Linked DNA regions of Mus musculus: regions 2, 3 and 4 are each linked to region 1. Evidence: chromatin contacts called from public promoter capture Hi-C data. All regions are on one chromosome and are shown on one strand. Each heading gives the region's core, a stretch centred on a gene start, on an enhancer-like site or on the middle of the called end of the contact. The rest is flanking DNA. Distances are from core to core; before and after follow the strand shown. Region 1 holds the start of Slc19a3 (solute carrier family 19, member 3). Region 2 holds the start of Col4a3 (collagen, type IV, alpha 3). Region 3 overlaps Col4a3 (collagen, type IV, alpha 3). Region 4 holds the start of C430014B12Rik (a long non-coding RNA gene).

Region 1 (3,132 bases), core at 340-2,839:
CTGCTTAGTTCATATTGTTGTTCCACCTATAGGGTTGCAGATCCCTTTAGCTCCTTGGATACTTTCTCTAGCTCCTCTATTGGAGGCCCTGTGATCCATTCAATAGCTGACTGTGAGCATCCACTTCTGTGTTTGCTAGGCCCAAGAATAGCCTCACAAGAGACAGCTACATCTGGGTCCTTTCAGCAAAATCTTGCTAGTGTATGCAATGGTGTCAGCGTTTGGAAGCTGATTATGGGATGGATCCCTGGATATGGCAGTCTCTAGATGGTCCATCCTTTCGTCTCAGCTCCAAACTTTGTCTCTGTAACTCCTTCCATGGGTGTTTTGTTCCTGGGAGATCTTTTCCACAAAGAAAAGGTTAGCATCGATAGAGTTAAACCACCTGGAGGAGTGACTGACAGATACATAGCATATATAATTATACTTTTATATATTTTTAAAATATATAATTATATATAATTAATAACTTCTTAATAAGTGATTTTTAGTGTGATTTTCTTACATGCAAATGTGGAGAAGAGTGCAGAAATTTGCCAAGAGCCACATGCAAGTCAGTAACTATGTAAGCATGGCTAGCCCCTCCTGTGTGGCTACTCTCACCCTTTCCAACACAGGATTCAGAGTAACTTCTCCCAATCTGTCTCTCACTGATGGGTATGGAGCAGACCACGACACTACCTTTCACCTTTCAAACTATGTCACACACTTTCTGGGAGAGCCAGTTTTGCTAAAACAGTGTTGCCCAATGCACAGAATTCTCCCACACCCAAGGCGTGGCTCCACACTCACAGGCAGCCTTTACATAAACCACGGTGGGGAGGCAGGAGGAAAATCCAAAGTAGAGGTGCGGAGGTTCAAGACTGTTAACCAAGGTCATTTCTGCTTGCTGGGGTTGCTGTAAAGTCAAGCAGTGTTTCTTTGGAGGACTATTGTTTACTTCCCTAAATTAATTTTTAAAATTTTAAGTATTTCCATTTTAACCAGTAGGAAATCTATGTTAAATAAGTAAAGTTAAATTTAAAAGCCTTTGGGAGCTGGTATATATAGCTCAGTGGAACATACCTGTGGCACAAGGACCTGGGAACCGTTTGTGCCAAATATGAACTATTTGTACCAAAACACTCTTAAAGCGCCAGGAAAACACCCGCCCATAACGTTGGGGTCTGGAGGGACAGTGCTTATAAATTTGGCTCTGAGGCCAGAATGTCCTAACCGAAAGCTATGCCTCTCTAAGCCTAACAGCTCTGCCTCTTTAGTAGTCCTTTTCTTCGTTTGCAAACTGGAAATCACAGTCTACCTTTCTCCTGATTGTTAGTTGAAATAAACGAATTCATAGGAAGAGACAAATGGAGCAGAGGATCAGACCTGGTTTCCCTTCTTCTTGCCCTACTACGTTGACGTGGAGAGTCAGCACATTGCTTGAGGTTGCTCTCTTCAGGTACTGGCTTCACTTTTTTAGCGCTTTACAAACTGGCTGAGGGACCTCTGCTTCTAGCCTCCGGATCAAAGACCTGGGGGCTTCATTAGCATATGCAAAGTTGGGCGCGGCTTTGGTCCTGCGGGACTGACCCGGTGACCAAGTCCATCTTTACTTGAGATCGCCGACCCACATAGCTGAAAGTGCTACATATCCGGGACAAGTGAGCAGCACTAGCTTTCTATAGGTAAGACCTCCCACGGAGCGTAGTTAATTAAAGTCCAGAAACCCTGGGCCGCCCGCCTTTCCTCTCCCCTCTCTAATTTGGAGGCGGGGTGGGGGTGGGAGACAGTAGAGGAGCCTGCGCAGCCGCCGTACGCCGTACGCCTGCGCCAGCCTGTAAACAGGCTTGCTTCAGTTTCTGGGACCTTCTGTCTGCTGCTTTCCTGGCCTGCTGAAACCTACCCAACGTGGTCTAGCCCGGATTCCTATACAGCCCTCCCTAAGAGCAGATTAAGTAAAAACCACCATTCTGTTCTCGTGTCAGCAGCTGCCATGGTCACACCCAGCTTCCCAGGTTTTAGCTAAAAAGCAATTTTAGCACAGAATGCCAAATCCCAAGCCAGGAAATGAGAAGTTACCTCCAAAAGAGGAAAGAAAAGGTGAACTTTGAAATTAAAAGAACCAAGACTGTTGAGAACTATCTTAATGGAAATGAAAATAAAACCAGGCATCTATCAATCAGGTCGGTGTTCCCTCCGTAAGAAAAATGTTTTCTAAAACTGGAAAGAGTCTGATTCTGCCAGGATCCACGCGCGCTGCTGTCTCTCAAGGCATTTTTTGCATTAAACATGCATTTTTAAGCTAAGACATTAACTAATTTTTCAAATATGTTTTTCTTCGGGTTGCCTCGGTAGTAGCAGCAATGGACCTATCAACTTTGTTTAGTCCGTTTTGCTATTGGAACAAATTCTGTAATAGAAAATACAGCTTGAGAATTCAACAGTGTCATAGGACACGATTGGAGCAGTTTAGTTTAATGCTCCAAAGGGGTTCTAGAAAAGACACTTCATTGCATAAGGTAGCGCTCCCACGGGCTGGGCAAAAAAAAAAAAAAAAAAAAAAAAAAAAAAAAAGAGGTAGTTTTATAGAAAGAGTGAAGACTGTACAGGTCATTTCAGGGTTATTGTCTTTGTTTGGCAGTAACGTAGGCAGACGAATAGTGGTAAGTTAGCTGTAGATGACTACTGGCACTTGTTCCGATGGCCTTCTTTAATTTGTTTTATCTAACAGGCATAAATAGTCCAAGATGAATTTTATTCTGCCTCCAAACCCCTCGCCATTCACATAAAGTTTTCTGCTGTCAACTTCTTTGAAAACTATCCTTAAACGGTAAGAACCCAGAAACACCTGCGGTTCTGGTAGTATCTGTTATTTGTGCTGAGAAATAGGCTTAGCTGCCCTGTGCTGAGAGCTGAATGGAATACACCCTGGCCAGAGCTCTTACCTGAGTCATCTCACTGAGCTATTATTATTCTGTATCAGAAGATTAGCACAGCTGGAGCCAGGGAGATACAGGTGACTCAAGCATAGCTGGAGCCAGGAGAAACATGAGGTTCAGATTTCAAAGTCAAGCTCTTCCCACTGACCTACACTGTCCCAGCACGCTCAACCCAATGCAAAAAGGAGGCAACTGAACAAAACATAAAAGC
Region 2 (3,132 bases), core at 217-2,716, 450 kb after region 1:
AATTTCTGATTCACAAACTGAAACCTAGCCAGCTCCTTCTAGGCTCCTCGTAGTTTCAAGGAGATTTTTATCTTTAGTGGCAAAAAACCAAGCATTATGGAGTAGATTCAAGTGAGCACAGGGTGACCCAAATTCCAAATAAAAACCAAAATCATCACAAAATTGCTTAATTCATCCTAATGTAAGTTCTGTGTCTTGATTTTTTTTTTTAACCGTGATGGCTTTTGTGTCCAGAGAGTCCAAAGAAACACTGAGCCCCAGTGAAGTCAGAGTTAAGGTGAGGTCTGGAAGGAGCAGAGCTGAGACTCCAAGGAGGAATTTCCTCCCAGGCTGGTGCACTTCATTCATTCACCATCCTGACATTACACCTTCAGAACCTTGGTCATTATTTTCATCTATCTATCTATCTATCTATCTATCTATCTATCTATCTATCTATCTATCTATCTATCTCTACCTACCTACCTCTCTATCCATCCATCCATCCATCCATCCATCCATCTACTACCAAACTCATCTATCTGATCATCCATCTATTATCTATATACCTCTTACCTCTGCCTTTTTGCTTATCATCATCATATACCTTATATCACTTACATTATATTTATTATCATCAGTTATCTTAGGTCCATCCATATCATCATCTGCCTGTCTGTAACCTAATTATTGCTATCCATTTTCTGTTCTCTGTAAGCTTTTGTTCCTCTATCTGGGACTCCTGGGGTCTTGGACCACTAACTGGCTCTCCACTTCTTCCAGCGCAGCACATTCCACCTGTTCCTCAGAGTTGTGTGCTGCTAGCCCATCCTGGGACTCAGGAGGAGCCCGCAGCTGAGCAACCCTCCAGATAGTGACTCAAAGACAGAACCCTAGTGAGTGGCACTGGCTTGTCTCACAGGAGACAGGCATAGCTCTGCTGCGGTGGGATCTGCACAACCTTTCAGGCACTCACCTTGCTAGCCACAGGAGAGGCAGCCAGGAGTAGCAGCAGGGTAAGCAGCAGGAACACCAGGAACCTTGGAGCAGTCTTGGAGTGCATGACGGTCCCGAGTCCCGGTGTTTTCTGTGTTCTGTGACCTACCGGACCCACGGGTTCTCAGGCGTCCATGTCCCCGGCGGGACACAGATTGGAGAGGCCCCGCAGTGACGCTCGCCTTGCTGGCCCACTGGGGCGAGTTTTGTAAGGGCTCGACCCACTGAGGTCTGTTTGTCCTCACCCAAGCTTTTGATTGTGACTCTAAGGGAGGGGAGAAGTGGCTGAGGTTCCGCCCTCGTCCCCTCTCCCTCCCAGTTCGCCAGGCACTGTCCCTTCAACCGGGCATCTTGCCCAGGAAGTGAGAAAAGGTTGGGCGCCCGCAGAGCAGGCAGGTGGGCGCAGCTCCAGGGGTCAGAGTGAAAGATGTGATGTCCCTGAGATCCTGGGACTTCGGTGCCTAGCGGGTGCAGGTCAACGTGAGGAATTTAGGGGTGTGCGGTAGGGAGGTGGCTGCACAGGGTGGGGGGAGTGGCCAGCAGCCCTGCCCAGATTAAGCGGGAGGCGCGCGGGAGTCTGCAACTCCGGAGGCCAAGTTTGCTGGCAGCTCTAGGGACTGCCCATCGGCTGCCGGCCTTCAACTCGCAGCCAGCACGCAGACCTGAGGCTGGACAGGCTGGGGAGAGGAACACGGTCACGGTCACGGGTGGATTCCCTCCAGCCATAACCTCGAGGAGCCTGTCTGGTCTGCCTGCTACCCTGCTGTTCCTTCTTTGCCCGGTTGCTCCCCAGGTAAGCCGCCCTCAGACAGGCACCGCCCCAGCGTCAGGGCACCTGCCTGGGACCAAAAGCATTTTAGCATCTAAGGGGTGGTGGCTGGGGAAGTTGTGGCCTTGGGGTCAGCAGAGGAGAGCTTACTTGGCTCCCGGGCTTCTCTGCCAGGGCTTGAACTGGGCACTATGTGTTTTGATTAATTTGGAAGCTCAAGTTACTGTCCTGGCAGTCTGGGCATTCCAAAATGCCAAGAGCAAGAGGCAGATGAGGGGAAAGAGAAAGCTCATCCTATTCTCTGAGTTGAACTGCTTTTCAGGCTAAACCTTATCTGCGGAAACGGAGGAGAAAATGAGAGCCAACTCTGGTCCAGGGTGTCCCTGCCTGGGAGGGCCTTGGATGCAAATGTCACTTCTGGCTTGGTAGGGTACATTGTTGCAGGGCTCTTACACTATCTCGTGCGGCAGACCACACTGAATGGAGTGTATCATTTCAAATGCACAGGCTACAGTAAAATCACAGTTTTGCTTAGATACTATCATCGCAGTGCTAAAGAAGAGAGGTAGTAACAGGCACGGAGGGTTATAATTACATGGCTTTGCTAGCTCTTTAAGGCACCCATAAAACAACCATAATATCATCACAGTGGTAACTGCGAACAAGGTCTTATGATAACCATCCGAATGTCATGAACGTATTAGTGGGTGGAAATTCAGCCACCAGCACTTCGGTGGCCTGTTAGCTGACGCTCATCACTGAAGAAAGGGCCCAGCTTCCATGAAGAAGCATCGAACATTTACTTGTCTCCGTTTTCTTGTACAAGTTCACTGGCCATCCTAGTTCCCTCTCCTTGCCCCACCACCCTCAGATTGTAGAGTGAAAGGGGCATCTTCCATGACATACAACCATGGCTATTCATTAGAGTCTCCAGAGGAATATCTAAAAGTTCCAGAGCCCAATGAATTCCAAACCACTTGTATCAGACATCTAGAGGACAAACTTAATGGTGCATGGTAGAACCTCTTGCAAGTTCTTTGTGCAAACGTGCTTTGTGGTCACTACTTTATTTTATTTTATTTCTTCTCATACATTACACTCCCACCACAGTCATTTTGGTTAGCTGTACTGAGTTAGGGTCTCTTTAGTAAAATAACAAGAGGACATTAATTAAAATCTTTATTAAGATTTAGGGACATTGTAGAGTTTGTGCCCAGATCATAAATGTAATCAGTCACATAGTGGCTTTAGGAAAGTTCTTGGGGGAATTTCTGTCATCCTCGTGGTGTAGGATGCCACTACTCTGATGTCCAAGAGACCTGAGAGGCATATGATTGCCTTTTATAAATTGATACTGCTTCTTAAAAAGAAAAATCAAGATCTTAGAC
Region 3 (3,132 bases), core at 167-2,666, 340 kb after region 1:
TACATCTCCACTAGTGACGTGACCTCAGTCCCCCAGGACCCATGTGGGGTAAAGGGAAAATCAACCCCTGTAGATCATCCTCTTGCCTTCCACAAAATGGCTATGGCATGAATGACTCCATAAACATTTGCACACACACTATATTATATATATAATTATATATATAATTATTGTATATTTATATGTATCATATATAATAATTACATATCATACACATACATATCCTATGATAATTATTATATTCTATGATAATATAATAACATATAATATACACAATATATTATAATTATAATATACATATACAATAATATATGATATATTTATAATTTATATTATATTATATATTGTAGTTTATAAATTTATATATTATAAATAAATATATAATAAATATAAATTTAATTTATTATATTAAATATTAATTTAATTTATTTATAATATTTTATAATATATTATATATAATTATCTAGAATTTTATGTTATATATTTATATATTAAATTATATATAATATAAATTACATAATCTATATATACTTATACATGCTACATATTATATAATATATAAATAATATATCCTATATCATATACAATTAAAATATAATATATAGTGTATGCATATGTATATAGATTCACACACACATATGTGTATACACACACACACACACACACACACACACACACATATATATATATATATATATATATGATTCATTAATTTGGATATATAGATGAAGAGCAGGCTGTACCTGTTTCTCCTTTTTCTCCTGGAGGACCAGGAATTCCATCACGTCCTTGGTCACCTCTCATACCCATTGGCCCAGGAAGTCCTGGGAGTCCTGGAGGGCCTGAAACAAACAGAAACCTAAATCATGCCACTCAAAGACAGGGCCCACTTCTGATGGCCTACTGTGAATACCAGTGAGAGAGGTGGAAAGTGCTCAAAGATACTGATTTTTCAGAACTGTAGTTATGTGGAACTACATTCATAGTAAAACAAAACAAAACACCCAAAAACCTATCATAGATTAGTACTATCCTGAGATGACCATGATACTGACAGATACTTCAATTAGGGAGTGTTACCAATGTCACTATTCTGCAAGAGACAGAACAGTAAACTTGGTTGAATCTCAAGGAGAAAGTGTGTTTTCTCTAGACAGAGGAGTAGAATAAATTTTAAAACGGTACCTGGAGGGCCAGTGCTTCCTGGAGGGCCTGGGAAGCCTTTCTGTCCTTTCAGACCCAAATCACCAGCAGGACCTGGTTTTCCTAAAGATGCAGAGAGAGGAGAGCAAAAGAACACCAAGATAATAAGTAATTAGTTACATTGGCTACTCAGTCAGTTCCTCTGTCAGCCGTGCTCAGGCTGCCCTTAAGGAAATTCCTGACAGGTCACCTCAGACACTCGTTCTGAAAAGCATTCTCCTGGAAACCACACAGCTGTGATTTCCCTTCTATGTTGGAGTTCTAACACCCAGCTATTCAGAATGCCATTGTATTTAGCAATGTGTTTTTTTTTTTTTTTTTAATTAGGGCTGACAACATGGCTCAGTGGCTAAAGTTGCTTGTAGCCAAGCCCAACAACTTAGGTTCGATCCTTATACAAATTGCTCAATATATGACTAACTGCTAAAATCAGGAGCTAACTGCAAACCTATCAAATCCCTCACTTAAATGCTATATTCATGTAACCTGTAGCTGTAACTTAATAGTTTAGCAAGTTTTTGTGTGTGTTTTAGATTTATTAAATACATTTTTTTTTCAGGGCTGGAGAAGATGATGAGTGGTTAAAAGCACTGACTGACTGCTCTTCCAGAGATCCTGAGTTCAATTCCCAGTAACCACATGGTGGCTCACAACCACCTGTAATGGGATCTGATGCTCTCTTCTGGTGAGTCTGAAGACAGCTTCAGTGTATTCATATATATAAAATAAACAAACAAACAAATAAATATTTTTTAAAAATACATTTTTTTCTTTCCCTCCTCCTGCCAGGGCTGGGAATTGAACCTAGGACCATGTGTATGTAAGGAAATACTACACTACTGAGTTTCATCTCCAGTCAAGCAATTGTTTTTAATAAAACAAAACAAACACTTGTTATAAGTTAACACGGATAGCAAGAACCAGATCAGAATTATGTCATGGAAAAAAAAAGAATTGAAATAGCACTACAGGTGGAATTATATTCATCATAAATTTATAGACTAAAGTCCTAATCCCCAGTGCGTCAGAAAACCATTGTGTTTAGCGATATGGTTGTCAAAAATTGGGGCTGACAAGATGGCTAAGTGGGTAGTGGTGCTTGCAGCCAAGCCTGACAACCTGAATTTGATCCCTAGGATCCACACGATGGAAGGAGTGCACTGATTCCCACAAGTTCTTGCACGATGCCCCTGGATCTCCACATGGATGCTACTCACCACCCCCACATACAATGAATAAATAAATAAATGAATAAATAAATAAAGCTAAAAATGTATTTTAAATATTTTGTAAAGTTAAATGAAAGTGAGAACTCTAAACCAACACTAGTGGCATCTTTGTAAGAGATCAGAATGCAAAAACAAGGGGAGACAGGAAGAGGCGGCTCTAGCCAAGCCCAGAGGTCTCACAGGAACCAAGTCTTACCAGCACTTTGGTCTCAGTGTTCTGGTTTCCAGACTCTGAGAAAGCAGGCATCACTGAAGTCACCCCATCTATGTTTTTGTTAGAAGCTTGGCTATGTCGTTCTAACCTAAGATTTTGCAAGAAGTACTGTTTCACGTCTCTAGGCTGAATTTGTTGAGGCAGAACTTCAGACTTCTTGGTTACAAGAGCAGGTGCTTAGAATTCAGTTTGCTAAACAGTAAAATGAGGCCCTCTTAACTAATTCACCATTTTTTTTAGTGCTCTAGATTTTGAAGTTCAAAGTTGAATCAAAACAACTGTTGCACACACACTGGAAATTGTAGCTTTCTGTTCACGAAGGCGAGTCTAAAATGTAAGGGCCATCTGACACACTGCTGCCACCTTTCAGAGCTGAAAAGCTGGGGCTCACCTGTTGCAGGATAGTTGGTAACACTGTGAACCCTTGGATTGTGTTATTTACTGGGAAAACCTGTTTCTAGTTGTGGTGTGGCTCAGTATTTAGCA
Region 4 (3,132 bases), core at 458-2,957, 310 kb after region 1:
TACAAATGCCACTGTGCTGAGACAGAGGTATTCTGTAAACTTAAGGTTAAAGCAATATAGATGTCTTCATCATCGATTTAAAAAACAAACAAACAAATAAAACCAGAAACATACTCTATACCTTATGAGTATACTCCTTGGGGACTGCTTAGTGCGCTAAGCATAGTTGGACTATGACTCTCAACTAGTTTATTTCATTCTTTTTGCCCAAATGTCTGCTTTTTGAGGAACTGACACATACAGATGGCTTAAAGACTAAGAAAACAGAGACAAAGAGAAAATTTTACTTACAAATGTGAAACAACAGGCTTGCTATTTGGCACTATCTGCTTCTGTGCTTCATATTAACTCCTTAAATTGCTCCGATGCACATGTGCTAGGGTGAGAGCCACTTTTATCCCTGCGGGAGGAGAACAGCGACTGAGAAACTAGATGATACCGTTGTTAGGGACTTAGCTAGAAAATCTTTAAATAAAAGCCACAAAGATTTACAACTTTACACTAATAAACAAAGAATTTCAAAAGTACCAAATTTTGATGTCTTAGAACAGACAGTCACCATGTAAGGCAGCAGCTCTCAACCCGAGGGTCTCGACCCCTATGGTTGTTGAGTGACTACCACAGTGGTTGGACACTTTTGTGATATTTATAATACAATTCATGACAATAGCAAAATTGCAGTTATGAACTAACAACAGTAATAATTTTATAGTTGGTTACCACAAAATGAGGACTGTATTAAGACAATACTACTGCCTCAGTTTTTAGATTGTATGTTTCAATAAAACAGAGGAGGACCTAATTATTTTTTCTTTCTCATTAAAACTATGGTACTTTGGGTATTCTTTGGTAACAAATAAACTTAATTTGGGGCTAAGGTTTTACTCCCACGTCTTTGGTCATTACATGCTTGTTGTATACCTTGAGATAAATCTCCTTCAGACTCCTATCTGATACCACAGCTCCACTTTCTAGGCCACACCCAAACATCCGCAATGTTTTCCAATTTCATCGGGGTCCCGTACATTACACTCAATTTCTTCTTTAGGTTGGCTTTCATTTTTAAAAACACAAATCTATTTTTAAGGGACTATTTACCCTTAATTAATATTCACTACCTTTGAACCATAAACTTGCTGTACGCATATAAACATATGTAACAAAACCAAAACTATTTAAAAAAATTAAGTCGCAGTGAATCAAAGGTCTAATCTAAGAACTGCTGAAGCTCTGAGTCAAAACCTTGAAGATACACAGGCACAGGCAAGGACTTTCTGCAAAGGGCTCCGAGAGGCTGAGGAAACACCAGCAAGAACTGGCATCATGTAACATACAAACTTTCTGTAGAAATTAAGAGTAGAGAGATTCTACGGGATCTTTGTTGGGTAGTCATATGGCAGGGGGCTCACATCTAGAATTATATAAACAACCCAAAAACCTACTAAAGGGACCCCCCCCCCCCGTATCTATTAACAACAAAAATGTCACAACAGCAAGGAGAGAGTAACAGAAGAAACTTTGTAAATCTAAAATGAGGCAGCCCTATCAGACAGGAAGAGAGCTAACACAGTTCCTTCCAGTAGTTCAGTAAAAAAACATGTACTCAGAGACACCACTGAGGAGCTATCTCAATTCACAGGTCCTCGAAACCAAAAATTAGACAACCCGTTATCCACATATAAACACACATACACACCCCTCCTCAAGCAATCTAGTTGCGCTCAGAATACTAAATAGGGCTCAATGGTCCTACTTTCCCTAAAGGTTTTTCTTTGGGGAATCTCATTAGTAGCCAAAGCGACTGAGGGAGAAAGGAATGTTTCTCACCTGGGAAAAAGGGCATCCCCATTCACTGGCTCCCCGTGGGAGGCCTGCTTAGCATTATTGGGCACAAGTTTTAGTCTTCTGGAATTAGAGAGCACCACCAATTCAGAGACAGCGTTGCTCTTCCCAGAAAATGCGTCCTGCTCCTGAGCTAGTGGGACTGGGACGCTGGTTTGTTTGTTTGTTTCTTGTTTTTGTTTGCTTGTTTGTTTTGCAATGACAAGTTTTTAGCAAATGGAGGTCAGGGGCTATGGGGGACCTGGACCCCAGCTTAGCGTGGGGTGCGGGGGTATAGCCCGCAACGCCTCCAGCGAGCAAGGATGCTATGGCCAGCCCGGGGTCTCCCAAAGGCCTTTAGTTATACGGATTTTACACAAAACAAAGAGTTACTTTTAAACGCGACAGACTCAAGGTCAAACTGCGAGGTGCTTGGGCCCGTGGAAGAGATGCCCGAAAAAGCCCAGATCCAAACTCACAGGCTTCCTTCCGTTTCCTAACCCCAAACTAATAGGTGTTTTTCGTTTTGTCAGTAAAATTCGATTTTTGTTTCACAGAACAAGATGCGGAGGTAGAAACGGTGAAGAAGCCGGTCCCAAATATTTACAGGGCAGGGACCTGATGACGGGCCAAGGCCGGGGCCGCTCCGCCCAGTCTGGAGAGGGGTGTCACTGCCGCGGCGCTAGGCCCGGAGTCCTGCTTGGGGAGACTAGAGCACTCACCCTGGGCCTGCTGGAGAGTCCCCGGAGAGAGGGTCGCCGCCCGCCGGCTCCGGGGCACTCGGGTGAGCGCTCGCAGAGGCCGTTGACCGAGCGCACCGAGGCGCCCGGGCAAAGAAGCGGCGGAGCGGCCGCGACGGGCCGGGACAGACGCGAGAACGGCCAGGACTGACCCCTTCCAGGAGCCGTAGCGGAAGTAGGTTTCTGGTCATGTGACGAGAGAAGGGCGGATGTTGCATGCAGGCTCCTGAGACGTCGACGCGGAGCCATTTTTGTCGTGGGCAAAGTACTTCCGTCTCAGGTGATTCCTGTTGAGGGGGTTTCTAGACTTTGCGATCTTTAAGAACCTTGCGTTTGCAGGTAAACTGGTAACCTGTTTTAAAGGAACGCCTGAATAAAAATTCTTATGGTGGCCCGCGAATTTGCATATATAACTAAATATTGGAAGTAATTCTTCAGCAGTCTAATTGTGATTTCCCTAAAACTTACAAATTAAGAATCCGAGAAAAGGGGAAGCTGAATTGGGTTTCAAGATAGTAGGGGTCAGAAATCTCTTTCAAATCTAAACACCCAACTTGTGGCTCCCCTCTGG

Evidence for each region. Promoter capture Hi-C pulls out the DNA fragments that hold promoters and counts their contacts.
Region 2: a promoter capture Hi-C map of the HPC-7 cell line shows a contact between it and region 1, with 4 times the contacts expected there. The contact joins the promoter of Col4a3 here to the promoter of Slc19a3 in region 1. A contact is called at or near these places in 10 of 39 promoter capture datasets (the C10 cell line, the HPC-7 cell line, HPC-7-derived erythroid cells and 5 more), 1 of 115 datasets of contacts at active chromatin or transcription factors (pancreatic cancer cells) and 2 of 9 other capture datasets (adipose tissue and liver).
Region 3: a contact with region 1 is called in a promoter capture Hi-C map of the C10 cell line, with 2.3 times the contacts expected there. The contact joins the enhancer-like site here to the promoter of Slc19a3 in region 1. A contact is called at or near these places in 4 of 39 promoter capture datasets (the C10 cell line, embryonic stem cells, liver and 1 more) and 2 of 9 other capture datasets (adipose tissue and liver).
Region 4: a contact with region 1 is called in a promoter capture Hi-C map of embryonic stem cells, with 2.1 times the contacts expected there. The contact joins the promoter of C430014B12Rik here to the promoter of Slc19a3 in region 1. A contact is called at or near these places in 14 of 39 promoter capture datasets (the 3T3-L1 cell line, 3T3-L1-derived adipocytes, the HPC-7 cell line and 9 more), 2 of 115 datasets of contacts at active chromatin or transcription factors (bone marrow-derived macrophages and trophoblast stem cells) and 3 of 9 other capture datasets (adipose tissue, liver and pancreatic islet).

Annotation. Positions count from the first base shown.
Region 1 is chr1:83,036,905-83,040,036 of GRCm38.p6, reverse strand. It overlaps Slc19a3 (solute carrier family 19, member 3), which reads left to right and starts at 1,589. Exons shown (of 7, transcript NM_030556.2): 1 at 1,589-1,667.
Region 2 is chr1:82,585,255-82,588,386 of GRCm38.p6, reverse strand. Col4a3 (collagen, type IV, alpha 3) reads right to left here and starts at 1,466. Exons shown (of 52, transcript NM_007734.2): 1 at 956-1,466. The coding sequence starts at 1,042. Col4a4 (collagen, type IV, alpha 4) reads left to right here and starts at 1,538. Exons shown (of 48, transcript NM_007735.2): 1 at 1,538-1,768.
Region 3 is chr1:82,694,390-82,697,521 of GRCm38.p6, reverse strand. It overlaps Col4a3 (collagen, type IV, alpha 3), which reads right to left. Exons shown (of 52, transcript NM_007734.2): 39 at 1,186-1,266; 40 at 744-842. It overlaps C430014B12Rik (a long non-coding RNA gene), which reads left to right. Exons shown (of 4, transcript XR_865578.3): 3 at 1,763-1,888. Among named protein-coding and RNA genes, the nearest start is that of Mff, 29 kb to the left of the region's middle. Within about 2 kb of position 1,416, at least 3 of the 459 cell types and tissues checked have an H3K27ac peak or open chromatin away from gene starts, as enhancers often do.
Region 4 is chr1:82,724,496-82,727,627 of GRCm38.p6, reverse strand. C430014B12Rik (a long non-coding RNA gene) reads left to right here and starts at 1,707. Exons shown (of 4, transcript XR_865578.3): 1 at 1,707-2,841. It overlaps Mff (mitochondrial fission factor), which reads right to left and starts at 2,738. Exons shown (of 9, transcript NM_029409.3): 1 at 2,544-2,738; 2 at 292-400.